Regions from separate parts of the Hordeum vulgare genome. Here regions 2, 3, 4 and 5 are each linked to region 1. A link is a contact called in public Hi-C data. All regions are on one chromosome and are shown on one strand. Each heading gives the region's core, a stretch centred on a gene start, on an enhancer-like site or on the middle of the called end of the contact. The rest is flanking DNA. Distances are from core to core; before and after follow the strand shown. Region 1 holds the start of LOC123401201 (protein STRUBBELIG-RECEPTOR FAMILY 3-like). Region 2 holds the start of LOC123401703. Region 3 holds the start of LOC123402539 (translation initiation factor IF-2). Region 4 holds the start of LOC123401529 (transmembrane protein 230-like). Region 5 has its middle 63 kb from the start of LOC123402750.

Evidence for each region. Hi-C and Micro-C count contacts between places; a contact is called where the count stands out from the background.
Region 2: a contact with region 1 is called in a Hi-C map of leaf, with 4 times the contacts expected there. The contact joins the promoter of LOC123401703 here to the promoter of LOC123401201 in region 1. A contact is called at or near these places in 2 of 6 Hi-C or Micro-C datasets (both in leaf).
Region 3: a contact with region 1 is called in a Hi-C map of seedling, with 5 times the contacts expected there. The contact joins the promoter of LOC123402539 here to the promoter of LOC123401201 in region 1. A contact is called at or near these places in 3 of 6 Hi-C or Micro-C datasets (leaf and seedling) and 1 of 1 datasets of contacts at active chromatin or transcription factors (embryo).
Region 4: a Hi-C map of leaf shows a contact between it and region 1, with 6 times the contacts expected there. The contact joins the promoter of LOC123401529 here to the promoter of LOC123401201 in region 1. A contact is called at or near these places in 4 of 6 Hi-C or Micro-C datasets (leaf and seedling).
Region 5: a Hi-C map of seedling shows a contact between it and region 1, with 2.2 times the contacts expected there. The contact joins the enhancer-like site here to the promoter of LOC123401201 in region 1. A contact is called at or near these places in 2 of 6 Hi-C or Micro-C datasets (leaf and seedling) and 1 of 1 datasets of contacts at active chromatin or transcription factors (embryo).

What each region holds. Positions count from the first base shown.
Region 1 is chr6H:126,888,122-126,893,919 of MorexV3_pseudomolecules_assembly, reverse strand. It overlaps LOC123401201 (protein STRUBBELIG-RECEPTOR FAMILY 3-like), which reads right to left and starts at 3,022. Exons shown (of 16, transcript XM_045094938.1): 1 at 2,504-3,022; 2 at 1,474-1,603; 3 at 1,327-1,395; 4 at 1,044-1,109; 5 at 879-950; 6 at 713-784; 7 at 549-620; 8 at 398-463. The coding sequence starts at 2,624.
Region 2 is chr6H:127,313,246-127,319,043 of MorexV3_pseudomolecules_assembly, reverse strand. It overlaps LOC123401703, which reads left to right and starts at 2,527. Exons shown (of 2, transcript XM_045095558.1): 1 at 2,527-2,937; 2 at 4,260-4,501. The coding sequence starts at 2,653. The coding sequence ends at 2,916.
Region 3 is chr6H:127,293,295-127,299,092 of MorexV3_pseudomolecules_assembly, reverse strand. LOC123402539 (translation initiation factor IF-2) reads right to left here and starts at 2,579. Exons shown (of 2, transcript XM_045096463.1): 1 at 1,293-2,579. The coding sequence starts at 2,384. It overlaps LOC123405210, which reads right to left. Exons shown (of 2, transcript XM_045098988.1): 2 at 2,903-3,453. The coding sequence ends at 2,903.
Region 4 is chr6H:126,511,495-126,517,292 of MorexV3_pseudomolecules_assembly, reverse strand. LOC123401529 (transmembrane protein 230-like) reads right to left here and starts at 3,085. Exons shown (of 2, transcript XM_045095357.1): 1 at 2,656-3,085; 2 at 1,225-1,656. The coding sequence starts at 2,845. The coding sequence ends at 1,535.
Region 5 is chr6H:126,592,281-126,598,078 of MorexV3_pseudomolecules_assembly, reverse strand. No RefSeq gene overlaps it. Among protein-coding and RNA genes, the nearest start is that of LOC123402750, 63 kb to the left of the region's middle. Within about 2 kb of position 2,103, at least 3 of the 3 cell types and tissues checked have open chromatin away from gene starts, as enhancers often do. A contact at or near this core is called in leaf and seedling, where this site is marked.

The sequences.
Region 1 (5,798 bases), core at 1,773-4,272:
GCAAAATTACTTATCTAGTGAGTTGTTCCTTCTAACCAGTAAAAATGTTGCTACATACATTTTTTGTAACTGATTACACATTGTACTTACAGAGCCAAGTGCGTAACTGACATATACATTGTTTAAGGATGTGGAATTGGACAGCCTTGACTGAGGAAATTCGAGGTTGACTATGCTAAATAAGGCAGAAACTGTGTGCCATACTTGTACGCAACTCCAGAATTATATCAAATTGCAGTCAAATTCGATATCTATACAATGACTAAACGAAAGTTTCTGTTTAGCAATCAAATTCTTATAAAATCAACAATTAACTGATCAAATAATTGGCAATGTTCTGTTTTATATTTTTTGTTGTGCTAATATAAGTGAATCAGCAAAGAGAATGTGGATATACAAATCACCGAGGGGCAGACTCTGCAACACATCAAGGGTCCCAGATAGTTGATTATCTTGCATGCGCCTGTGAAATAGCATGTTATTAGAAAATCTAAAAGAAAGTAGCCAAAAAGGAAAAATGCAAGAAAGAAGTTGTAGGCTAGACATACAGGGTAACTAGAGATGACAGGTTTCCCAACGAAGTTGGTAATGGACCACTGAAGTTGTTGGAAGAAATATCCCTGTGAATTGTGATGAAAGCTCAAATGTAATCAGCAAGCTGGATGAAGATTAAGGGCGAGTACCAAAAAAGAGAGAAATATGCTAGTCCTACAGGTTTATAAGTCCAACAAGGGAACCAAAAGCATCTGGTAGTTGTCCATCGAGATGGTTATCATTGAGTGACCTGAGAAAAGAAGGAATGACAGATCTTGAGTGAGACAGCTTGCAGAGGAAAGTAATATGTGGCTCTTTTGCTTTCAGGGAAAATGATAAATTACATGGCTGTTAAACTGTTAAGTTTTGATAGCGACATCGGGATGCTTCCAGTGAGTTGGTTGTCCGAGAGAAAACTGCGCAGTATGTAATCAGAAACACTTAAAAGGAACTGCACGATTTATTTATTTTTTGAACAAGGAGCTGCACAATGTAAGAACAGAACTTACAGATTCCGCAGTGTAACAGGAAGATCATCTGGTATAGTTCCGGTGATTTTGTTGTTGCTAAGATTTCTACAACAAAGGAGAGTAAATACTCAGAAAGCTCAATCAGGATAAGAGGACAACGTAACTTCTGCCTATAGTTACATGTACCCCTTGAAGTTCTTAATTCACCCATGGAATATAGTTTTTTTTTTCTCAAACACCCATGGAATGTATGACAGGATAATTAGATGATACAACTATCAAACATGAGTGAGGGAATAAAATTGACGACGAAGGCCCTTACATTGTGGTTATAGCCGTGAAGTTTCCTAGGCTTCCAAGCTGTCCTCCCATCGTTGCAGCAACAAAATTTCTACAGACAATGAGTTGATAAAAGCCCAAAATATAAAAGTTCTACCAGGGAAAGGAATTTAAAGAATAATTGACGTACATCGCATCTATACTTGAGCCAATACAATCAACACCCTGCCACTTCTCACCGCAGGGGTCTCCACCATTTGCAGTCCATCCGGGAAGAGCTGGCGATCCAAGTGCAACATACAATCCATTTATAGCAGAAACTGCATGCAAAAAATGGAAGGGCAAATAAGCCATTAGGAACGAACAAGATGTATCGTAACATCGGTAATGCATAAAAAAATACATCCACATACTGAATAAAATGCAACTGCATTTACAAATACAGTGCCACTTGTGCACAAGGAACAGCCAAATTTAGCCACATTTTACATGACAGCTTTCTATGACTGAGACCTATGTTGGCCTTATTAATCAGAGGGACTGCAAGCGCAAGTTAGATCAAAGCTTGCGTCCTACCACAAGCAACCTAACCAATCTTCCATGACATTATGCTGCATTTTTTGTTTTCGCTGCAACCAAATCCTAACTGAAAGCAGACACGTATCTCCCCCATTGCCATCGGCAATGATGATAGTCTGCAGAACAGGCCACCACATTGCTTCAGTAGCAAAAACATCGCTCTCAGCCTCCACCCTCCACATCGAAAAGAACATTGGAATTGTCTGATGTCACGACATCGTTGCTTCCACGAACAGGCACACAAATCGAATGGGCCCATGACCTCCAGGAGTACGGCACAAGCCCACACCCCTACCCCTCACCAATCTGCCGCACCAAGCTGAATAATCAGCGGAACCAAAACCCAGCACATTTCTCACCACCCACTGGTGCAACGGTAGCGCATGGAAATCAACGCCCCCTCCACCGACAAATCGTACGCCCCTCCCGAACAATCGCTGCACAGCAGCACAGCCCGTTCAAACCGGGCTCGGCGGTACGAAATCCAATTACTAGTAAGCCAGAGTAAGCAAGCAGAGCAGAGCAAAGCCAGCAACCAGGGTCCAGTGGGGAGCTCACCGTCGGCGGCGTCGGTACGAAATCCAATTAGTAAGCCAGAGCAAGCAAGCAGAGCAAAGTCAGCAACCAGGGGGGAAGCTTACCGTCGGCGGCGTCGGTGAGGGCGAGCGCCCGCGGCAGCAATGCCACCGTCGTGGCGATCAACAGCAGCGGGAGGAGCAGCCGACCCCCCGCCCGCTCGAGGCACCCGCCTCCCGTCCGCATCCCTCCCTCCGGCCTCGGGTTAGCGGACCATCAGCAGACGCGCGCGCGCGCGGGAGCAGCACGGCGCGGCGGGAGCAACCGCGGCGGGCAGCGATCGCGGAAACCGAGGCTCGCGCAGATCTAGAGAGAGAGGGAGGGAGGGAGGGAGAACTGGCAGTGGTGACTTGGGGTTTTGCTTTTCTGGTTCGCCCCCGTCTGGTTTTGTTGGCTTCTAGAATCTAGCAGCTGTAAGGGGGAGGAGAGAGAGAGAGAGAGGTAGGTCTCCTCCGGCTGGCTTCTGGGAGTGGCGGCGAAGTGAGAGAAACGGAGTGAGGGAGGGACGACTACGAGTGGCGTGCGGGAGCAACGGGCGTGAAAAAGGCGGAGGGAGGGAGGTAGATAGGGAGCGAGTGGGGAGTGGGTGAGGGGTGATGGGGAAAGGCGACGAGAGGGAAAGAAAAGGGTTTAGGAGGATTTTTGAGGGGGGAAAAGGGGAGGGAATTTGCGTCCTGGGCGTTGATGGGTCAGGGCGTTGATGGGATTTTTATTCTCGCGACGGGAGGCTGGCTGATGATACCCACCGAAGCCGAGCAGGGGAAAGGGAATGGGGCCCTGCTGACACGGAGATCCGTTGGGTCGGGGGCGGAACCTTGGATGGATGCCATCGTCATGTTTTGCGTGCACGTGCTAGCTGTGGGGCGGATTGTCCCGTTTGTCTACCCATTTGTATTCCCAGTATATTATTGTTGGCTTTAGGGAAAAAAATGATCTGGTTCTTCCGTTATTTTACTGCAAAGGTAAAAAAGAAAAGTAGGGAAATGTTATCTGCCGAACGTTTTGTAGAAGGCGTTTTCCCATCGAGCGCGCCAAACTTCTCATGTCATACCAACTGAAGTTGTCATGGCAATTTTCATAAATTTGAGGACTAGGTTGTAGCCTAGTGGCAAGGGTGGGTAGTGGCTCGTTATGCGGCTAAGGTTCGAATCCCGTTGTGGTCGGATTTCTGATGCTCACCCTGAACGGGATTATTCTATAAAGCTAAATCCTGGATGCTAGTGTTCATGGATCTCATTTTTGACAATTTTCATAAATTTACCATGATTGGTGGCAAAAGCTGCCATGTAGCGGAAGGAATGGCAGAAAAATCTCCATGTTGCACAGAGGAATTGGCATTCATTCGACTGTGATCTAACAGCTTCAAGGACGTCCGTTGGAGCCCTAAAACTCTGATTCTCCATCAGTATTGGGGTCCAAAAACTAAAAACACATAATTACAATGTCACACTTTCAATGATGCGGGATTTTGCGTGCAACAAAATTCATACAACTGCAAGTTGAACATTACAAACAAAGTTTCTTTTTACGAGCGGGAGAAAAAAATCCTATTAATATGTGATGCAAATAACAAATCCTTAGGAAATTGTCTAAATATTTGAATCCACCTAAGTTCTTATACAACCTTTGAAGCTAGAACAAATAAATACCGCTAGCTATTTTTCGCCTATCCACCGTGGGCAAAAATACCCTACTTAATTGCGACAGAAAATAATCAAATCTACGGAATATATGTGATTGCATATAAAATATGACCCAAGCAATACGAAAGAAATGGCTTCAATCTACATTGGGATACTGCAAACTATGGAGGAGTTTCAACCTACCATGGTAGGTTGCTGATTGTGTGCTAATATAGGCACATCAGAGATCAAAGCCTTGGCCGAGGCGTATACATGTGAGGTTATTCAAAATTGGATGGATGGCATCGAGATCAAGTTTGAAATTTTAGTAATAATGATTGCTCCAATAGGCTAATGTTTTCATCGAGTTATATATGAGGAATTATTTCATATGTAATACATGGAGGTTATTGGACGAATATGTGATGAATCTCATCTAGATCAAGATATGCATTGAGATCATTGAGTTAAAAGAGATGAGTATATTATGATCGGGAAAACAAGTGAAAAGAACTTTCAAGGCATAAAGATTGAGTTCAATGAGTGAAGCAAATATGGCAAGGCAAAATTTATGCGAAGAACAAGAAATGGTCATGATGTAGTTCATTGGAGGAACTCATAAGTGGCCATCAACGGGCTTTATGAGTTGAGTCGTGAAGGACCAAGATCTTGACTGGATGAATAGAAGAAAATAGTTCAAGGTAAAGCCATGGTGAGCTCAAGAGTTGATAAATTATCAAGGCAATTGATTGAAACGGTCAATTCAACCTGTCGTTCAAGAGATTGTGATAGAGAATAAGGAAGATCCAGTGATGACCAAGATGATACTCATGGTGAATCAATGATGGGTCACCGATGATCATGCATGGCCTTGCATTGAAGAGACAATCCTTAATAGCTCATGTGAAGATGTCATCAAGGTTGAAAAGACCAAGTTCAAGATAAGAACCCCGAGAGAATACATGCGCAAAGCTTGTGGTCCATTTTTTGTAATGTACAAGTGAAAATGTGCTTAGTGAACTGCTTGTCATATTAGAAATCGAGGAGTAGATTTATTAGCTTCACCAAGCAATTGTGATCTAGAGAAGGACTTTGGCTTGAGGTAAGCATACGGGATGTGATGTCTACTACGCAACTTTATTCTTGTAGACATTGTTGGGCTTCCAAGTGCAGAGTTTTGTAGGACAACAATAGTTTTTCCTCGAGTGGATGACCTAAGGTTTATCAATATATGGAAGGTGTAGGATGAAGATGGTCTCTCTAAAACAAACCTGCAATCAAATACAAGAAATCTCTTGTGTCCCCAACACACCCAATGCAATGGCAAATTGTATAAGTGCACTAGTTCGACGAAGAGATGGTGATACAAGTGTAGTATGGATAGTAGAAATAGATTTTTATAGTCTGAATAAATAAAAACAGCGAGGTAACAAATGGTAAACTATAGCAAAACATTATATAAATGCTTAGAAACAAGGCCTAGGGTTTATACTTTCACTAGTGAAATCTCTCAACAATGCTAACATAGTAGAATCATATGGTCATCCCTCAACATACAACAAAGGATCACTCGAAAGTTCCTATTAGCGGAGAACAAAATAAGAAGTTGTTCTAGGCAGCGAACCACCTCAAAGTTATTCTTTCCGATCAATCTTTTGGGTTGTTCCTATAGGTGTCACAAACAGCCCTAGAGTTCGTACTAGAATAACACCTATGATACATATCAATCAACCCTAAT
Region 2 (5,798 bases), core at 1,278-3,777, 430 kb before region 1:
GAAAATTAAGCATTGTACAAACTTGTGATGGGGATGATAAAAGTGATGGACTGCATAATAAAGGTTGCCATCACAAGAGGCAATATAACGTAACGTTCCTTTGCACTAAGAGATTTAGCATACAATCGAAAAGCGCATGACAACCTCTGTTTCCCTCTGCAAAGGGCCTATATTTTACTTTTATGTATTTACTTTTGTGCAAGAGTCAAAGTATTTTCCTCTACTTCCTTTATCTTCTCTTTGGCAAGCATCATGTGGCGGGGAAAGATCTAGACATATATATCTAGCTGGATGTCGGTGGCCATGAGTTATTATTGTTGACATCACCCTTGAGTTGAATACGTTGGGAGGCAATACTATAAGCCCCTATCTTTCTATGTGATTGGTTGAAATCTTTTACTCATATGTATGCGGCGAGTGTTAGCAATCATAGAAGACTAAATGATGGTTGAGTATGTAGACTTGCTTAAACTCTCCAACACGTGACCCTTCCTGAAGATATGATGAATTGTGTTGCAAAGTTGACTCAGACCATAGTTTACTAGTTTTCAATAGAGTTTATGCTTCATACTTCGATGTTGTGATGAATTATCACTTGTTTATAAGAAGCCTTTATGATAAAAGTTATATGATGAAAATGCTGCGATGAAGTATTTTATAAATTTTTATTTGCTATTATAATAATGAGCATGATGCTGCTATGTCTATTTTTGTTTTTATCGACACCTCTCTCTCAAAGCATATGGTCATTATTTTCACTATCGACTTTCGCTTGAGGACATGCGAGGTCTAAGCTTGGGGAGAGTTGATACGTCCATTTTGCATCATGTTTTGTTACTGTTATTTATAGTGTTTTATGCATTTTGCCACTTGGTGGAGTAATTCTAATGCATTTTCTCTCATAATATGCAAGGTTTACATCAAGTGGGAGAATGCTGACAGATGGAATTTTGGACGTGAAAAATTACGTCTCAGATACCTATTTTGCACATCCTCAATTGGGCTGAAAATTTACGAAGATTATTATAATAAATAAATAAATACTGGAATGAAGAAGTGCCCGAGGGGGCCCACCAGGTGACACACTAGGCACGAGGGCGCTAGGCTCACCTCGTGCGACCTGATGTCTAGTGGGCCACCTGGCCCACCTCTCGCATCCATCGGGCCCACTAGGTACCAGGGCACGCTTGGGGGTGTGGGGGCTGGAGCGCCCTGGTGCCTAGTGGGCACGAGGGGGGGCTCTGGTGGTTCTTTGCCCCAGTATTTCTCTTTTCTTCCAAAAAAAATCGTGAAAAAGTTTCATCCAATTTCGAGAACTTTTATTTCTGCACATAAACAACACCACGATAGTTCTACTGAAAACAACGTTAGCCGGGGTTAGTTTCATGCAAATCATACCAAAACCATATAAAATTGTTGTAAACATGGCAATACTTCATAAATTATAGATACGTTGGAGGCGTATCGCCAACCAACCATAGGAAGATCTTTGCACTCGCGGGGGGCACCTTTTCCATGTCTGCCTCGAGAAGGGTGCTCACACGGAATCATGGAATAGAGCTAGATAGCAAGATTTGGCTGAATATGCTCCATTGTCGGTCCAATGTTAGCAAATGTGAGCAGTGCCTCGTTCAACTTCTGGAATCCGCGACCGTTCATGGTGAACAATTTGTCGAAAGCCTCGGAGAAGTCGCCCTTTGATGATCGACCAACATGCATGAAGGAACTCGGAGGTGAATCCATCGGGGCGAGGCGGCTTTTCGGTGGGAAGATATTTGACCGCATGCCAAATTTCCTCCTTAGTAAGAGGCCTCTAGGGCTCCTCAAGGCAGGACTGGCGTGCGTCGATGAGGTCCAGGTTGAATGGAAAAGGCACGACTTTGGGTAACCCAAAGGATGGGGGTGAAATGCTCGTGCATCGCACGCGCCATGCTGATCTCGTCTCTCGCAATAGATGCCCCATGATGCAGTTCGGTGACGAAGTTTTTTTATGCCGGTGGGATGCATGGATCTTGTAGAAAGCATTGTTGGTCTCTCCCTGCTGCACGAAGGAGAAGCGACAGTGTTGTCGAGCGATGGAGGGAAGCGAGGTCAAGGTAGGACCCTTTGAACTTCTGTCGCACTCAAGTCTCCACGCTGCGGCGTGGCATGCCTATTCGAATCCTATAGAATTAGCAATGAGTGTGAGATGCCACGGAAAAAAAATAAAGGAATTGTAAAAAAAGTTGGAGTGGATGTTAGATTTTCTACGAAATATAGTATAAAGGATTTCATACAAAAAAATCCTATTGAATCCAATCATATGAATAAAAGGACCTACCTAGGAAAAATTCCTAGGATTTCAATCCTCCAAAAATCCTATAAAATTCCATGAATCATAGAGGCCCTTATAAGTTTTTTAGGGATTGTATCCTTTTGGAAAGTGAACAGGGCTGCGGCGATATATCTAAAGAGATGGCCCGGCATTACCTTGGCCCTTATCACCGTAACATTTAAGCCCAGCCCAACCCAATACTCCCCTGATTACCCAAACAAATCCCCCACCTCCCGTGCCATTTCATCCGCCCCTCCCTCACCGAAGCCAACGACCAAACGAACCCTAGACTCCGAGCGCACGAGGAGCGAGAGAGGGAGATCTCCGAGGTCGCGGCCATGGCGATGCGTGCGCTGTACAACGAGATCCGCGCGATGAAGGTGCGCGAGGTGCCGGCGTACCTCAAGCCCCGCCTCACCTGGGCGAACGTGAAGAAGAGCACCGACCAGGCGGTGGACCGCTACATCGAGAAGTACATCGAGACCAGCTCGCCGGAGCCGATCTTCCATATCTGCTTCGGCGGCATGGCCTTCTCCTACCTTGTGGGCCTTCCCCAGGAGCGCCGCCACCTCGAGCACCTCGAGAAGCACGGCGGTCACTAGATCCGGATCCGCCTCGCGCAGGTGAGGGTTCGATTGTACCATTTCTGTTTTCCTGATCCGATCCGGTGGTGCGATGAGATGCTTTTCGGGTGATTGAACCCCGTCTGCTTGACGATTGTCGTATGGTTTTAATTTAGTTAAGGCCGCATGGATGTGCTGTGTGGTAGGTTAGATGCAAATTGTTCTTGTGGGGACTATGGACATGTTTGATGAATTGGGTGTGGGTTTGTACGAATTTTGGCTGTCAGTGAATCACTTGTGTAGTGGCAATTGATTGGTCTAGATATGACCGCCAATATTGGAACTGTATGAGGATCTGAATGATCTTGGTGTGATCTGTTTCACATGCACTTCATTCTTCCAGTGTATTGTTCAGCACCCTTTGAGTTGTATTAGTATATATTGTACCAGTGATGCAAATTCTCAAGACATCCTTGAGCTTCACAACGTTCAACCACTTATGTAGTTTGCACTTCGCTGTTATAGTTATGGAATAGCAAAGGAAACTGTTGAATGGCACATTTGTTGGGTATCATGTGTGATTATAGCTTGCACTGTGTATTGTGTTGGCTATGCATGGTTTGGAACTATGGCGAGAGTTGTATCAACCTTGAAGTTACTGCAGGCCGTCTTTTTGTATCACTATTTTGTGCATTTATGACATTGCATATCACCATATGATACTTTAATATAGCGGGGTAAGATTTATTAGCTGTATTCACCTTCTGTCATTAGTAGGTTAGATCAATGGTTATCAGATGATATGTTAGAAAAATGATTTAGCAAACCGGTTTAGTGTTCTGTTGAACTTCATATGTCCACATGGATTTAAGTCATTTGAAGGCCTTCTCAATAGTTTGTCACTTTTGAGAAAATGAATCATTGTTCATTGACATTTGGAAGTCGTTTTGCTCCCTGTCGAAGGGACAGCGAGTTAAAGTTAGTTAAATTCCATGATAGTTTGGCAGAACCTTTCTTATAACTAAATTGTGTAGGAACATAAGTGTGACTTACATTCTGTATGCTAAGAAGAAGCTAAGATCTTTATGTACCCTTCTAAGAAGATTGATAAATATAATTATTACGTATTGATCCCAACAAAAACAGCGAAAGGCTAAACCCGATGTTGCATTAAGTGATATCTTGTGTACTACTGTACATCAGTTATATTATACTCCCTCTGTCCCCAAATAACTGTCTCAACTTTGTACTAGCTCTAGTACAAAATTGTACTAAGCTTGAGATACTTATTTTGGGACAGAGGGAGTATGTGACACCATTGAGTTGGAAACATGTGCAATGTTGACTTTGTTGTCCTGACCCCCTTTATCTATGTTGTGCAGGAGAGCTTATCTACGGTTGATTCAGGATGGTGTTCTCCGTTTTTCTTCTACTGATGGGCTACCTGGAGTTGATTTTATTTGATGGCCGGTTTATTTTGTGTCGGAAAGCAGCAACAAACTATCTAGTCCACTGTTATGTTCCTGCGTGTCCTATCATAAGCAACTTCAAACTGGAAGTGCATGCATTGTGATTAAAAACATTTCCAAGCGAATCGAGTACAAGTTCTTCGCAGTATACTCCATTGATTGTGTGTCAGCCGTTTTGCATTCTTGTGATGCATTTTATGTCACTTAACCTTGTCTTTCAACTTCATCCATTGGGCTGTTTTTCTGCATCAGTATTTTGCTGGAATCCCTGACATGATGCGACCTTGCTAATTGCTCCCTCCGTCCCATAATGTAAGACGTTTTCACACATTATGGGACGGAGGGAGTAGAAGCGAGTGGTACCATGATTCACGACGATATGTGGTCTTCATGCTCTCCCACTGTGTGGTTGCCAGTGAGAAGTTGTAAAATGTACGTAGCTGACGAATTTAGAGCGACAAGGTTCGTAGGTTGCTCTAGTACGTGGAATTCACGTGCATTGTGGAAATGTAGGACACGCATTTGCCTATGCTGGGACAGACGAAATTATTAAGGGGAGGAAGATGGAGACACGCTTGATCGAGATACGACGGCTGTCATCGGTGCGGACAAGCACTGGCCTAAACGATGAGTTGGTGCTGTATAAGCGTAAGCGTTTATAGGGTATTTAAGATTTAAGAGTTCAAGTCCGGATCAGTGGGGTCCATCAGTGGGGGATAGGGACGAGGAGAGCGGGGCTGACAAGCACCGCCTAATCTAACTGAGATGACACATAAGGAGCCTCAGTGGTCGACACAACCTATGTCTTTTCACATTTTCATAAAGACCTCTAGAGCTGAATTGAAGGCGTGCTGGCAACTAGAGCTTCATTCTGTATGAAATATTTGGGCCTTCCACTCTCGGTTTGGCAACTTAGAAAGGTGAATTTCCAATATCTCGAAGACAAAGCGGCTGCTAAATTGGTCATTTGGGAGGGGCAAAACATTACCACCATTAGACGACGACACTTGTCAAATCGGTCACCTCCTCCCAAGTCATGTCGCCAAGCTCTTTATATAGCCTCAACAAAATCGAGTGGTCTTTCCTTTGGTCCGGCTCGGATAAGACGAACGGTGTCAAGTGCAAGGTCAACTCGAAGACGATGTGTCATCCTCGTGAATAAGACAGTCTTGGGGTGCTCAACACCGATAGGTTTGTCCGTGCATTCCCACTAAGATGGTCGTGGTACGAGTGAAAGGAGCCAAACGAGTTATGAGTGGGGCTTGGTACTCCATGCAACAATGAAGACCTCGATTTTGACATTCCACTACAGTTTTCAAGCTTTGAAAAATGCCACTACAAATTTTACAAACTTCAAAAAACACCACCATGGAATTTAAAAAATGCCATCGAAAATGGCATTTTTCAAAGTTTAAAAATTGTAGTGGCATTTCTGAGAATTGCCAGAATTCG
Region 3 (5,798 bases), core at 1,330-3,829, 410 kb before region 1:
CACATCATCACCTTATTCTTTTATTTATGCATATTGTCAAAGTAATGTTGTAGCTCATATTTAATTTAAAATTAACTGAAGTACTGAACGCTGTGTGAATCTTGTCAGATTAAATAATAAATACAGAACCTGCTCTAATTTTGTCAATTCCATGTAGTGCGATTTTGCTTAATAAAGCTACCCGTTTAATCTAACAAACTGTGCTTTAATATAACCTAAACTAAAACAAGTTTGTCTTGGCTCACAAGTCCCATCTGGTATAGGCAATCAGCAAACCCATTAGGAGCGTACATACTCAATGCAAAATAATAGGTACCCCCTCCAATCACTAAGATGTTCTGACTTTTTTATAAATCGGATGTATGTAGACACATTTTAGTGTGTTTCTTCACTCATTTCAGTCTGTCTGTAGTCTATATTGAAATATCCAAAACATCTTAAAATAATGAACAGAGGGAGTATATTACTACTCCCTCCATTCCATAAACCCCGACACTTAATTATGGAACAGAGCGAGTACATTGTAATAACAACTAATTCGTTTGGTCACAGCTTTCTGAAATTATATGACTATATTACGAGTGAAATATTTTTTCTGCAAAATGTTAAATATACTGTGACAACTGAAGTTCAAAGTTGCATCTCTATCAAACGGAGTAATAATAGCTTCAATAGTTCTTTACTGAACAGAATGGTAACTTTTTCATTAATTTTATTTTAATTGTATGTCCAATAGCACAAATTTATACAGAAACATGGTTTAAACCATAAGCTAGATTAGCTAGTATACTTATCGTTAAGTCTAAGGAAATATGAATTGGCAAATTATATGGTTCATTTCGTAACAAAACTTAATTACATGGTCATCTACTCCAGTGATGATCTGGTGATATTGACAACACCCTTGAAAGCATTACTAGCATAATTACAGCTTGGAGAAGTTATCAATAGTGACTTATCATTTGTCAGGTACAGTACTTGATATGTTTACCTTATTGGTGATGATTTGCAAATTAAAAACTAAAATTGTGGCAAGCAAAAACCCACTACCAAGAGTAATTGCTGGGGACTGCTATCAGGACCTAAATTGCATGAATAATGCTGCATGCGTACTACACTGTCTGTGTATCACTTGAAAAAATAAAATATGATTATCTAACATTGACTAGATATAGTAGTGATGATGGCTATAAGGTGAAGGAAAATCGATCAAAGACAGTAAACTGAGCACAATGACAATGCAGCAAGAAGCAAAAGTCATGCCATGTTATCAGGGAATGATTTGTCTGTACCTGGTAACTAGGACCAAAGGCCATCCCTGTGAGCTTGGATTTGTCCTCCCTTGGACGGTTCTTGACCAGCTCTGCCTGATTCACCTCTATAATCTCCATAGGCATATCCCTCCTACCTCTCTTCACTCCAATCCTGCCCAATTCTGGTGGAAGTGCTGGCTCCCGCATTGGTGGAGCTGCCATTGCCACCGCCTCAGCACTGTAACCTCCAGTATATTCCCCTCCACATGGCGGCGCTGTCGAATGCCCGTATCCACCACTGTGCTCCCCGCCATATCCATTGCCATACCCACCACCTTGCTCTACTCCATATGCTGCATACTGTGGTTCGGTCCCATAATTCAAATTGCTATTCGGATCCAAACCATAATTTGCATAATAGTTTGGATCCCATGCATAACCTTCGTACCCATTAGCATTTCCAACTCCAGCATCATAACCCTGGTGTTGGACGTCTCCAGCTCCGACACCAAGACCCTGTTGTTCTTGCTGCTGCTCCGGAGCAGGCATGGCGTCCTCATCACTGCTTTCCTCAGGACCGTCCTCGTCGGCAGGGCCAGTATCGGACCTTTCTGGCGCCCCTCTGTTGACAGCCGAGCTAGAGGGGCCAGCAGCACCAAGATTTGACCTCTCCGGCCCGGCGGTGTCTACGGCCGACCTCCTGGCTGCGCCGGAGCCAAACCCAAGCGAGTGCCTGGGCGCCGGGAGGAACGAAGACACCGGCCCCGATCCAGCAGACAGGGGCGGGGGCGCCTCGCTGGCGCTGGGACGGCGCTTCTCGGCGTCATCCTCCTCGTCCGAGCTGACTCCGGTGGTCTGGCGGATCGGTGGCGGGCGGAACTGGACGACGCGCTTAGGGTTTCCGGAGTAAGCGGAGGATTTGGGAGGTGGGATGGAGGAGAAGGTCGGGGCGGATTTCGGCGCCGGGAGCGACGAGAAGATAGGCGCCGACTTGGGCTGCGGGAGCGCGGAGAAGATGCCGCCGGCGGGCTTTCCGCTGGCCTCGCCGCGGCGGGTAGCGGGAGCGGGTGAGGGGATGCTCTCGTCGGCGTCTTCATCTGAAGAGGCGTAGGTGGCAAGAAGCGAATCCATGTTTGCGGCGCGGTCGTCTGGGGCAGGAGGCAGACGGCCGCGGCGGCTTTGGGGTTTGTTTCGAGTTGGAGTTGGAGTCGGAGTCGGAGTCGTCGACGGTGAGCGGAGGCGGTGGTCGGGTAAGGTACGGGGAAGTGGGGGGAGTTTCCTGGGCTGGGCTTCGGCGGGGTACTTTTTATGTAACGGGCTGGGCTTCACCCTTTTTTTGAGGAACACTATGATTTCCATACTTAAACTGGCAGGGCTAAAACACTGGCCTGTCGAACGAGTGCACCAAAAAGCCGTCGGAAACGTTTAAAAACAACTGGCAGAAATCATCCGGGTCGCCTGCATGCCAGGGGTCGCGATGGGATCAGGCTCAGGATGTAAATGGACATCTCACCGGGTGTTGTGGTACTTGAACGCTCTCACCGCTACTTCTTATATGGGATTATGTCCTAGTCCAATTATTATTTTATGGCGTATGTGATGTTCACATAGTGCCGCGTATTTACAAAGCGAACTGATACAGGGTGCATTTATGGTAGAAACCGCTCCCGCAGCTTGGCCCCCTCGTCCCTGAAGCCGGCGTTGTCGCGCAGCAGGCGTTCGCAATCCCTGATGACGCGGTTGAGCTGGTCGAGCAGCTGGCGGTTGGCGCCGTGGAGGTGCACCACGTGCGCCCACAGCTCGCTCAGCTGCTTCTGCTTCCTCATGCGCGATAGCCGCGCCGACTCCCGGTTCAACACCATCCGTCGCCGCCGCCGCTCCTCCGCCAGGCTGCAGTGCGCCTGCTGGTACTCGTCCGAGTTGGACGAGTTGTTCCCGAACGGGAGGAGGGCCCCGCCGCCGGTGGCCTCGTGAAGCAGTTGTGCGACGACGTCGTGCTGCTGCTGGTGGTGGTACGAGGAGGAGAAGGGGGACGACGTCGCGTGTGGGACCAGGAGGCCGCCGTCGTTGTACGGGAAGACGAGGTCGTCCGGAGCCACCACCTGGTAATGGGGCCTGAAGGCGGCGGTGATCGCAGCCGCGGCCGACAGGTACGGCACGCTGGCAGCTTGGGGTGTCGGGGAAGGAGATGAACACGCCGCTGGCGTTCATGGGCTTAGTTGGGCTGTTCACTAACGCCACTTATTTTTAGGTGATATCCACAAACGCCATTTAGACTGTGATGGGGTTATAGTCATAGGGTAGGGTCATAAGCCTACCTTATAGGTCCTACCCAAGGACCACCCTTCATAAGGGACAAGGCCCTTTGTCAGCTCCGACTGAACTAAGGAATTCCCATCATCCAGTCGGTAACAGACATCCGACCATCCAGTCGAAGGCGAGCATTCGGAGCGTATCGATCGGACCGACTGGATTCCACTCTGTACATCGTAACCCCCCAGGAGGGAAACAGTCGTACGTTTCCTCACGCTTTTATTAGCATTTAGGTCGTACGTTACCTGTAACGTAGGTATTTATTCGCCATTATTCCACCCCTGCGCACCGACCGTTGTGAAGGGCAGCGCACTCTATATAAGCCACCCTTCCCCACTGGTGCAAGGGTGAGCAACTCATTGTATTCCATATTTCCACTCGACAACAAGCTCCCTGAGCACTGAGACGTAGGGCTATTACCTCCATCGCAGAGGGGCCTCAACTCATACAACCTCGCCATAGCTAAGGCTTTGCCCATCCTTTTCGTATCCTACACATCTACTGTCAGGCTTATACCCACGACAGTTGGCGCCCACCGTGGGGCAGGCGTCTAAGCGACTTCCGGCGAGTTTGCGACTACTTCCTTTCATCATGTCGTCCGGTGGAGGTTCGAGCATGGGTCACCAGATCTTCTTCGGCGCTCTCTCCTTCATCATCGACGATTCGGCGTGGCTTCGGGATGCTCCTCTCGACGTCGAGGCGCTTCCCCGTCGTGGGGCTACGCACTTCCGTGCCGGCGCCCTCGACATCTTCTTCTCCAACAGTCGGCTCTGGTGTTGACCTGCATCGCCGTCACGCGCCGCAGCAAGCGGTCTCGCCGTCCGCGGCTCCAGCGTTGGGTGCAACACGCCCAGGCGCGCCAGAACACGTCTTCACAAGTGGCGGTTCTAGAGTCCATTGTGGTTGCCCCGCTGTCCCAGCACTCGGACTCGGTTCCGACTGAGTTTCCTTCCGAGTATGCGGGTCGCGGACCCGCAGCTGAAGTCCACATGGCCAACTCCCATGAAGATCCCCGTCAAGCTGGCCGGAGCGAGCGCGAGGTCAGCGAAACGTCCGGCGCGCGCCGTCCACCTCGCCGTTCTGCTAGTCGGCACACTCGACGGAGCAACATAGAGTTGTTCCGCACACCCCTCCTCAACTTGGCTGCGGCTGCCAAGATAGCCGATTCCCTCCAGCCGACTGATTCAGAGGATGGTAGAGGGATCGAGCAGATCCGAGCCCTGTTGCACACGGCGCAGCAGCAGAATTCGGCGGTCTCCCAGTCGCACAACAGGATCCATAATAGTTCTGTTCATGCGAATACGCATCGGCCGGTTCACAGCCCTGGTTCCCATCAGCGGCACAGGGGAGGCAGCCGTTCCATGAATCACGAAGATCGCCGCCGTTCACGCACCCCTCCGCGGGGTGGGCCCTATGGGTCCCGACATCATGATGATCGGCGTTAAGTCGACGATACTTACGACCCAAGGCCCGACGCAAGAGGGCATATCGCCCAGCGAAGGGTCGACAGGGGCCGAGCCCACCGCGATGGTCACGATATGGACCGTCCAAGTGGAAGCAGGACCATCGTGTCTGGTCCCGAGTGTTTTAGTCGAGCCATCCGCTCGGCTGACATCCCGCCCAACTTCCGATTGGCGACGGGAATCATCAAGTTTACAGGAGTGTCCAAGCCGGAAACATGGCTAGATGACTACCGAGTGGCGGTCCAGATCGGAGGAGGGGACGACCATGTCGCCATGAAGCACCTCCCTCTAATGCTCGACGGCTCGGCGCGAGCGTGGCTGAATTAGTTGCCCCCCTCAAGCATCTACAGCTGGGCAGATCTGGCCCGAATGTTCATCAAGACCTTCGAAGGGACGTGCAAGCGCCCTGCAGGCCTCGTGGAGCTCCAGCATTGCATCCAGAAGCAGAATGAGCCCTTGCGTGACTTCATTCAGCGTTGGACAACTCTCTACCACACGGTGGAGAACGTCACCGAGCATCAAGCAGTCTGCGCCTTCAAGGCAGGCGTGCGGTACAAAGATCTGTACCTAAAGTTCAGCCGAACAGGTGACATCTTCATGAGCAAGATGATGGAGATAGCAGCTCGCTACGCAAATGGCGAAGAAGAGGACCGCATCCGAAGCGGCAAGCACAAGACAGTCGGCGATGGAGATGGAAGCAACACTCGGAAGAAAAAGCAAAAAGCCCCATCCACTCCGCAGGCTGAAGCTGCAGTCGTGACCAATGCCA
Region 4 (5,798 bases), core at 1,836-4,335, 380 kb after region 1:
GCACAAGCAGCCGCATCATTGCCTTCGATTGTACTAAGGAGTGCACTAACATCTATTAAGTTTTTTATTAACAAATCAATGTATTGGCCTTTCCAAAACCAAAATGAGCATCCATCGTCCTACACAAAAGAATGAGGAAGCTCGAAGTGATGAGCTACCGCACTTGGCGCCGGCAGTCGTCGCACTGTATGAGCGGCATAGGCAGGCCACAAAGACGCTGCGCGAGCGCCAAGCCCGGTGGACGGCCGTACGAGTCCATGCCCGCAAACATTCGGCGACGGCGGGCGGACGAACCCGTGCCTGCATGCGGCGATGCGCCCCTTGCCTGGGCTGCGGGAGAGGCTCCCCGACCACTCCATCGCCTTGGGCAGCAACCAGCGGCCGGAAAAAGACAAATCCGGCGACCCGCGATGAAGTGCCGCAGATCTGCAAATCCAACGGCCCGCCGACGCAGGGGGAAGGGAGGGGAGGCCTCGTGCGCGTGGCGGCCTTCCGACAAGCTCCTGCCTGCTGCTGTCGTCGGAATCTTGAGCGGCGGCGCGAGGGGGGAGAGGAGAGGTGGTTGGTGGGAGAAAGCGCGGGATGAAATGTCCACCACCAACCGCTTCCGCATATATGGAAGGCACCGCAGCCGCGAGAGGAAAACCCGCATTTTCCCGGGTTGGGGTTGGGATTTTGCCGCGCCCCCTAAAATATTTTGCGGGCCGAGACGGAATGTGGGGTTTGATCGGACAGGTTTTTCCATCCCGACCCGCATTTTGACGGTTATTTTACGGGCCGGAACGGAATGCGGGGCCTGCTAGAGTTGCTCTAAGTTACTACCACTATGACCAGTCTAAGGCCTAGACTAAGCCCTTCTAGGCCTCGTTTGCATGCGATGTAATTAATTACATGTGTATTAATTTTATATGTGTATTTTATCATGGCTAAAAGATTTTCAGACGGAAACAAAACGGTGGGAAAAGATCTACAGAGGTATTTGAGGCGAAACGGTAATCCCAAATAAATTTTCTATAGAGGTATTTGAGGCCAAAAGGTAATCCAAACAAAGCCTTAGGGATTTCAATACGAACTACATACGAATGTATATAAACATATTCTAAAACATTGATTCACTCATTTTGCTTTGTATGTAGTACATATTGAAATCTCTAAATAAAGACTTATATTTATGAACGGAGGGAGTAGATTACTTAAGAGAACCCATAAAGACAGATCAGAGAATGCGGGCAACAGAGGATATTACTACACAGTAACATATTCCACGCGAACAAACACTACAGTCTCCTTCCTCGCAGACACGGGAGGCAGCACACTCCAGCAACTCAACATAATCACACAGTTGACAACCTTTCTGCCCACTACACCATAATGCATGATTATGGTAGCATTTATATGCACAAATCTACCAGTAGTTCATTCTACAAAGTAGAAGGAATGTATACATAACGAACAACAGGACACCAAGGCTGCTTGCTTTATCAGTAGAGCCATTTGATGGAAGGACCCGAACAAGTTTGCAAACACATGTTCTTTAGATTGGTGGGATGTTTGAAAAAGAGAAGCCCTTGTATCCTTTGTATGCGTAGTAGGCAATTCTTGTGTAGTAGAATCCAGGTATGAACATTACAATGCCCAAAACCATGAAGAATATTCCTGTTCCAACAAAAAAGTTGCAATTGTAGTCAAAGTTTATTGAAGCAGATATCTTCATGAGTGCGACTTTAATATTGATATTGCATCACTATTCTGAAAGGATGAGAGTCAACGAGCAAACAGAATTTTAAAGCTTTTTGTGTGGCAAATCACATCTTAAGATCTCACATGTACACCATGCTACAAGTGACATCCTAGCATAAAGCCACATCATGATCACATATATTACAGATGAGAGGAATTTTGGATTGCTTCTAACCTAACTACTTCCTCTGTTCCTAAATATAAGTCCATTTAGAGATTTCACTACGGAATAAATACGGATGTATCTAGACATACTTTAGAGTGTAGATTCACTTATTTTACTCCGTATGGACTTATTTAGGAACGGAGGGAGTATCATCTACAAATTTTACAGTTGTGTAATCATACTAAGCGTTTAGTACCCAGTCTCTGTTGCTCTCACTGCTGGCTTTCCTGAAGCATATCACTGAAGCATTGTTCTGAACAGCAACAACAAAAAACCACAATCCCCCCCCCCCCCCAGCACGGTTCACTGAATTTTAACTGTGTTGACTAAAAGCCTCTCACCAAATGCAAACAGCTCATGGACATCTAAAGCCGCTATTATATACTCTCTCCATCCGAAAAAGCTTGTCCCTCAAATGGATGTATCTAGCACCAAATTAGTGCTGCTTTTTTCGGACGGAGGGAGTATTTTTTGCGGTCAAGTTTTTCATCAATCACATGTTCTATAACAAAAAAAAGAGAAGTAACATTTCCAGCTCCCAAACACCAACTCCGAAATACTAATATATATATACATGTCCCAGCCAAATAAACATCAATCAATTGCTCTCACAAGTAACAGCCCTTGAAATACCAACTCTAGCTAGAAATACTATCCCCAAATATTCATACAGCAGTAGTTAGAAAATTGCAGCAACTTCAGGGTCCTAGATGCAGTAACTAGGACCGTGAAAGGAGATTCGGTCTCACCGTGTGCGGTGTCACCGCCGACTTGGTTGGCGGCCATGAAGAGGCCGGCGACGACGCCGAGGACCCCGAAGGCGAGGAGGGCGGCGGCGAAGGCGATCTCCTTGACGGGGGCGCCGCGCGGGCCCCCTATGGCCCCGCCGACGAGGTCGTCCTCGTCGGTGATGGAGAAGGCGTGGTCCACGTAGGCCATGCCGGGCAGGGACTAGGTAGGGTTTCGCGAGGTGGATTCGCGCGCCGATCGTGGTTGGTGGTGGTTTGGTTGGGGGTGGAAGATGCAGCGCAGGGGGGAGAGAGAGAAGAGAGATCGGCTTGGTGGGTCGCTTGCCGAAGCAGATTTGGATTGGATTGGACGGGAGCGCCGGGTCAACCCGTTGTAGTATATACGACGCGACGGCGATGGGCTACAATTCCGAGGCGCGTCTTTTGGAACCGGTCCTGGCAAAGCCCAGCTATATAGAAGCATGCTGACTTTTGAACCCTGTGTATTCGGTTTGGTAGGCTGCATTATAGGGAACTCCTACCTGGCCTGAGCAACTAGTTAGACGATCGCATTTTCAAGAGCATTCTAACAATCACTCCCACACATCGTCATTTGACGCGTTTTCAGCCATCGTCACGTGTCATGTTTTAAGTGTTTTTTTGTATTTTATTATTTTTATTATTTCGCACGTGTTTTTGGTTTTTTAGAGTGTTTTTTTCGATTTTTTACGCACGGCCGTGCCTTCCGAAAAGAAAAGAAACGCGCTTTCTGCTTTTATTTTTCCTACGAGAAGCACGGTTTTGCTTCCGCGAGACGCACGATTTTACCATCGCGAAAGGCACGGTCGTGCCTTTCAGAAAGGAAAAAAACGTGTTTTCAGTGCATTGCAACGGGTAGTAGAGATTTCTTACCTGAGACGCTATCATACTTATGCTTTCCCACTTTAAAAATATGATGACCAGAAAATAAAGAATTTATAATGCTTGTCACTCTTTTGTTGACACGTTGCCTTCAACAGTAGGGGCACACCCTCCACGCCATCATGACCACTTCCTCGAACATTATCCTCGGGCCTCGATGAGGATCGATTAGGGTACGCAGAGCTGCGAGACGGATAGTACAACGGAAGGTAGTCCTTCCCTTCCAGATGTCGTGCGGGGCGAAACATGGTGCGAGTAAGATGCACCGCTATCGCACTCTCTCTATTCTCCATCCCTCGCTCTCTCTTCCCTATCTTACTGATGACATCGATGACATCCAGAGTTGAGGAATATCTTGATGGTTAACAAGTATCAGCGAGCTTCAAATACCTTCTCATTAAAAAATGTTTCTTTTCAATATGTCACTCACTTTTAGTTATTATACTTTCCCAGTCTTAAAATAAGTATCTCAACTTTCTACTAACTATAGTACTCCCTCATTTTCTAAATATAAGTCTTTAGATTTTAATATGTACTTTTGAACTACTACAAACCAAAATTAATAAAATTATATTTTAAAATATATCTATATATATATATTCGTATTAATATTTTTAAGAAGACTTGTATTTAGAAACATAGTTTTAGAAAATAAAAAATCAATGCTAACACACGTGCATCCAGTAGCTTCTAGCCGGTACATGACAAATTTCCTTTCGTTTCATTAAAGAAAAGCACTGACCGCCCTCTGCGTCCTTATCTCATCGCTACTCCTTTCCTTCTCTTATACTACACACCATTCCTTCATTTTTGGACTAATCTTCTTGTCTCACATGCCCGTAAAGCACCTTTCCTCCAAGCTCGTGGTCTCAATGCAACATCAAAACTCAGATTTTGCTTCGATTTGTTTGCTCTTCTGATGATCTCGTCCTAGCCATGACCAAAACGTTTTGTTGGTTGATTGATCAGGGTGGTGTAGAGAAGGAAGGGGAAAGGGGGCACCATCCACGACGATGTCGCCGACGCCGTAGAGCGAGATCCTGTAGTCCGCCAGCGTGTAGAGCTTCGCCTTCAAGGAGCTCAAGACGGCCACCAGGAACTTCCGGGCGAACATCGTGCTTGGCGAGGGCGGCTTCGATTCAATGTTCAAGGGATGGGTCGACGAGATCACCTTCGCGTCAGCACGGTTTGGCACCGGCATGGTCATCACCATCAAGAAGCTCAACCAGGAAGGTTCTAGGGCCACCGTGAGTGGTGTTCAGTCTTCACCCATGTGTTCCTAATTTATTTCTGAATTTTTGATTGTATGCACATTCAGAATAAATTTGTTGCTGAAATTTATAAATCTTTGCTTGTATGCACATTCAGAATAAATTTGTTGCTGAAATTTATGAATCTTTGCTTGTACACACATTGAAAACCAATTTGTTGCTGAAATTTCCGAATCCCCATGTCATCACTGAATATATGTTCTTGACTTCGGATGTGCGGGCTGAATGAACTACCTCAGGCAGTTTTCGCACCGCAATCTCGTGAGGCTCGTTGGATATTACCTCGAGGACGAGCAACGCTTCCTCGTTTACGAGTTCATGCCGCGAGGGAGCCTCGAGAACTATCTTTTTAGAAGTACAGTACTAATTAGCAGCCAACCTTCCTCTCTTCTTCCTCACTCCTTCCTCTCTTCCCTAATCGGCGGTCAGCCCTTCCCTTCTTCCTCCATCTTTTTTTTTCTCTCCCGTGCTTCTTTTCTCTATACGAGCCTCTCCACAAGTTTGTATTTCTCTACAGAGAGAGGGCCATGGTCGTCCGATGCCCGAGCGCCGACAGCCAAAGACTTGTCGGCGTCGAGACCCCCTCCATGCCATCCCCATTTTGCCAGAGACCTGCACCAAGTCCCATCCATTGCTTGCGCCACCCTTTGGCTCCGCCCCGCAGCTCTGCAGCCCGAGCGCTTCATCTGCCTCGCGCTCGAAGCAGAGCACAGGAGGTCCCTGCTACGAGCCTCTCCAGCACCGGCAAACTAGTCGGCCGACGCGGCCTTCTACTCGCTTCACCATGAACACACACCTACCGCGACGGCTCGCCCCATTCCTGGGCTGGGGCAACGCGGACGGCCGCCGCAACGCATCACCACTCCCTTGGCTCCCGACCTGACCCGGCTCGCTCGCACCGATGTCCATCGCTTCCCCGCCATTCCCCGCCTCACGGAGCCCCGTCACCGTCGTCCTGCGTCATCTCCCGAT
Region 5 (5,798 bases), core at 854-3,353, 290 kb after region 1:
AAAACTTCCTCCAGCGACCTTCTTCTCAAAAGTCCAAGATTGTCCTTTGTACCCTATGTCGGTCAGACCACAGGTATCCAGTGCATCGTGGAATGCATCCATGTGTGCTTGGCTGCGGTTACCCACTCCATCATGTTCGTGTGCATGGATTACCTCGTTGAAGTCTCCTATCGCCACACATGGCAAACTGCCCGTTCCTGCAATGCCTCGTAGCATATCCCAAGTTCTATGTCTTTCATTCACTTGGGATTCACCATAGACGAAGGTGATCCTAGTCTCTATGCCCGTCAATTCTTTTACAAGAGTATCAATATGGTATTCCGAATAACCAAGAATTTCTAGCTTTATTTCTTCATTCCAAAAAATGCCTAGCCCCCCACTTCTACCAGAGCTGCTTACAACAAAAGTTTTATTGTATCCTAGAGATCCTACCAGACCCTCTACACGAGAACCTTCTATTTGTGTTTCAAGTATGCATACAATAGAAGGGGCAAATTGATTCGAGAGGTCCCGAAGCTCTCGAACTATCGCTGGTTTGTAAGCCCCACGACAATTCCACACTAAGCAACTCATTGCGCTAGGCGTGACCCACTATTGGGGCCCACCAAACGCGCATCATTGTTAGTACTTGCCACTCTATTCTTCCCCAGGTTCTTTTCTGCCGTGGACAGGTTGGTCTTGGATCTATTTGGTTCATGCTTGGACGAAGGACTGGCCGGAACAGAGGTGTCTGGGGCATGGGAATATCTCCCTGTGTTGACGATGTGGTTCCTGGAGCAACGAGTAACGGTATGTTTCCGAGGGAACCTCTCTTACGATTCATGTCTGCCTCCTCCATATCGGCATCGACACCATCCTCATGCATAAACCTCTCATTAGCAGTTTGTCCTCGGCTCTGGCCGCCTCGACCAGAACGTCCGTTGCCACGACCTCCTTGAGCTCTTGTTCCTCTTCCAGCTCTCCCTTCACCAGGCCCCCGACCCGGTCCCAAGAACCAGGTAGCACGCAGATCCTTGAAGACTAGGGCTTTGGGTGGATGAACCCCGTCTCCACATTCCTTGTGCAGGTGCCCTAGATGGCCACAGACGAAGCACCAGTCAGGTAGCCTTTCGTATTTGACTCTAAAGATCTCCCTCTCCCTGTTCTTGACCAACGAAACAGCGTTCCTCAAAGGTTCTCTGACATTGATCTTGACACGAACACGAAAGAAGTTCCCTTCAAAGTCGTGGGATTTTGGCTCAGCGAAAACGAACTCACCGATAGTGCCAGCTAGCGACTTGATCAGCGGGAAGTATCCCTCCGAAAAATCATGAATCTGCGCCCAGATCTCGATCTTGTCCAGAACAATGGTGGATGGTCGAGTAAACCCATCATATGGCGCCTTGACCACATCCTTACCTTTGAACGACCAGGGACCTTCTTCCATGACCCTCTCCCAGTCTCCGAGGCACTGAAACTGGAGGGTGTAGAGACTCTCCTCAAGTGAGCGAATTTTTACTTCTTGCGCTAGATCCCAGGTGACCCTCATCGTGCCATAAAACCAACATTGGTTGTAGGATTTGGGTGTGTGCACTCTAGCAATCGCCATCCAACGTGTGGATTCTTCGGGCAGATCCTTTTCATCGACCACTACATATTGCAGATTCTTTTCATTCAGACCTAGCTCCTCCATCATCGCCTCCAGATCAGAGGTACCCGAGGATGAAGCTTTCGACGCCATGATCTCTCTCGCCCGTGAAAAGACCGCGGGCATTTTGATCCTAACCGAACCGCCGACGTCCCCCCGGCCGGGAGCACAAGCCCCGGCTAAACGGTGGCGTGGGGAGGTCGTAGGGGAGCAAGACCTCAACGTTGATGACGAACGCCGCCGTCGCCTACGAGAGGACAAAAACCCTAGCAAGAGGGGAGAAAGTTAAAAAAAAAAAACTAGTTGCTCTCCCGAAAGAGTGCCCCCCACGATTCAGAGCGCTGTAGAAAAACGAAGCAATATCGGCCTGGAATATTGTTTGTTGGGCCGGGGCGCCATGTGCTGGTACAAGGCCCAGGCAGAGTCTTGTGGGTTGGCGGCACGTGTCAACCTCTCATATGTGGCGTGTGCAGGACTGCAGCTATAAAATGCAAGGGTCTTCACCAACCCTAAGAACATCCCATCCATCGCCCCTCCCTCGTCACCCCGCCGCCGCAACCATTCCTCTTTCTCATTTCTCATGGCATTTTTTTTTTGCTTCGTTTTAAGCTGTTTGAGTTCGTGGAATTCAGATCGACTCTGCCTGTTTCTTGGATTCATCCATCTACTTGGATCGATGGTTTTCTCTTCCGATGATTCCTTTAGTTCTAGATCGCGATGTACTAGGGCTCTATATCATGAGTCAACAGCAGGCGCCGTTCAATGGGGTCCTGTCTGCCGCATGGAGCCTAGATTGACAGCCAGGAGAAGATTGTTTGGAGATCCATCTTCTTTTAATTCCAAGCCACAATATCTGGCTATACTTCCGAAACCAAGATCACGTAGATTTTGCTTTGTTTGAATCTTGATGACTTTGTTTGGAATTTGTTTTGACACGGCTCAGACGAACGGGTGCTCGGTTGTATCCATGGACGAGTTGCCCTTTGCACAAAGTGCCGAGAGAGACGGACGGTCGCTTCACGATTGGATGGGCGCGTCGTGTGCTCTTGCCCCATCCAAATTTAAAGCGGCCATACTTACCCCCATCGACTTCTGTTTTCGAAAGTTTTTTTCTTCACGCCTATGTTTTATTTTTGTCAACCCTTCACGGTTTTCAGCTTGCAAATACTGCTGTCTGAATAACAGGCTGACGGGCAATACATCATGATACGTCCTAAATGCGTCAGATCTAGATGTTGAACTGTTTGTTTGTTTTTATTAAAAATGTCTTCTTGTGGCACCGGCCGAAGATTTCGTCTCTGCAACGTAAGAGGAACTAAATCGACTGCAGAAGATTTCGTTGACATTCTCATTAAATAAGAGGGAACTAAATCGACTGCAACGTAAGAGGAACTAAATCGTCATCATCAAGTTCCAGTTGACATTCTTGGTTCTGATGTTTGTGGCGACAAAACTGATCGTACCGTTTAATGACGACAGGAGAACCGCTCGTGAACTGTCCTTATCTGCACACGATCAACTGTTCATAAAGAACAAGTAACACCATTTGATTGGATATGATAATAAGAAAATTTCAAAATACTCCATGAAGGAGTAACTCAATGTTCCACCTTATATTAAATATATCTAATTATTAATGAGAATTACCTGTTGAAAACAACTGGAATATATATATATAATAAAATGAGAATTACCTGTTAGCAACATATAAGTGTTTAAATCGTTTGCTGATGAACTATCCGGTCGCAGCCAAGCTGGGAAGCTCTGATATCTAATATAATTGATGTTAGAGAAGCTATTATATCCTAACTTTTGTCTGGTAATTCGTACAATTAAGCAATTTAAATTAATTTATAAATTACAGATAGTCAAGCATGTTGGTTAAAATAATTTAAGTTAAATTTACAAGCAAATTAATGGTGGAACAAAATTAATTTTAGATTTTTGATATTTACAGTAATGATCAAATGTAAACAACGTGATAATAGTTCATAACAACCTGCTACTATTCGAATAGATCATTACACTAGTCGAATCCTGTACCACCATGACTTTTCTTTTAAAGTTAGGATCCGGCTAAATTAACAAAATTGATCTATGCACGACAAAGTATTTTACATACTAAATTGTGTTTAAAAAAATCATGCATGTCAACAGCCAGTGGTCACACCTAAGACAAAGACGTCATAAAAAAGATTGTTGTGTTCTTGGGTCAACTTTTTTTTCATTTTGCGCCAGTCAGCCCTAAGTAACACTGAAAGAACCTGGGTGATGCAGCTCCGAGCAATTCTGAGCAGAACCAAACAGCTTCAAGTGGTTGATTTTCATGTTCTCTTGCCGAGAGAGATGGATGGTCGTTTCACGATTGGATGGGCGTGTCGTGTGCTCTTGCCCCCTCCAAATTTAAAGCGGCCATACTGTTGAAATCTGAGATGGGCTTAAGGCTCATGAAACAATTTTAGAAATATCTAAGGGTCCATGTAGGTGGTGGTATGACAATGGATGTTGGAAAATTAGTCCCATCCTATTAATGAAGAAGGAGTTGGATCCCTTTATGAGAGTTTCTTTTCTATATGATATTATAGCATGAGAAGAGAACAGGCCCGCGCGCACTCCTATGCCACGCCACGACGTGCTGCGCCGCGCTGCGGGAATGAGCTGATCTCATACCTACGGAGACGATCACTCCTAAACAGGAGAAGGCGTTCACGGAGGCAATTGTCTACTTCCTTGGAGCAGTTTTAAGCGTGATCGGAGATAAGTTTGTTGACACATATTTACATGTGGACGTTGCTAAAGACTTGTGGGAGGCGTTTCAATATAAATTCAGGGCCACCGATGCTGGGAGCGAGATGTATGTTATGAAACAGTTTCATGATTATAAAATGGCTGAGAACCGTTCTATATTAGAACAAGCTGCATTGCTAAAGAACTTGAGGTTCTTAAGTGCGATTTATCGAGCAAATTTGTCATGGAGTGTATAATCGCTAAGCTCCCTAATTTCTGAAGAAATTTTGCTACCACTCTGAAATATGAGAGGCGTGAATTTTCAATAGTGGATGTCATCGGCCATATGAGTGTTGAGCAGAACTCGAGAGTAAAGGACTCGCATGGAAAAACGGTCGAAGGTCCTTCTGTTGCCAATATGGAACATGAGAGGACTTCAACTCCCACAAGCCCAAGGGGAAGAATTCTGTCCAATAGAATACCGACTTTAATATGAAGGGAAAGAAGACCTTCAAGAAGAACAAGAAGGGAGATGGCTGCTTCGATTGTGGTTCTGAGGAACATTGGGCCAGTAAGTGCCCAAACAAGTACAAGAAGCTAGGGCAGGACTCCAAGTCTGCCAATATGATTGTGAGCAACAATGAAAGTGGTGCATATGGATACGGTAATTTGTTTACCTTATTTTTGATGTGCCAATCTGTCGATTGGTGGTTGGACACAGATGCAAATATTCATGTGTGTGCTGACATCTCATTGTTCTCTTCTTACGAGGTCATAGACCAAGGGTCCGTTTTGATGGGGAATGACTCAAGTGCTTCTGTTCTAGTTGTTGACACGGTCAATATGAAGTTTACTTCGGGAAGGATCGTGCAGCTGAAGACCGTGCAGTATGTCCATGCCATCAAGAAGTATCTTGTTAGTGGCTCCCTTGTGTAGGGAAGGGTTTAAGTTGGTCTTCGAGTCTAATAGAGTAGTTGTTATGAAATATGGACTTTTCGTTGGAAAAGGTTATGAATGTGGAGGTCTGTTCTGCCTTTCCCTTGCAGTTTTTTGTAATAAAGTCGTGAACAATATTCATTCGAGTGTTAATGAATCTAAAGTTTGGCATTCACGTCTTTGTCACATTAGTTTTGGTGTTATGTCGCAGCTAGCAAAAGTGAATTTCATCCAGAGTTTCACTTTAGCCAAAGGTTCTAAGTGTCATTCGTGTGTGCAAGCAAATCAACCTCGCAAGCCTCACAAGGCTGCAGAGGAGAGACACTTGGTGCCGTTAGAACTCATACATTGTGATCTTTGTGAGATGAATGGTGTGTTGACCAAAGGTGGAAAGAAATATTTCATGACATTGATAGATGATTCCACTAGATATTGCTATGTGCATGTGTTAAATACTAGAGATGAGACACTACACTACTTTGAAATCTATAAGGCAGAAGTTGAGAGT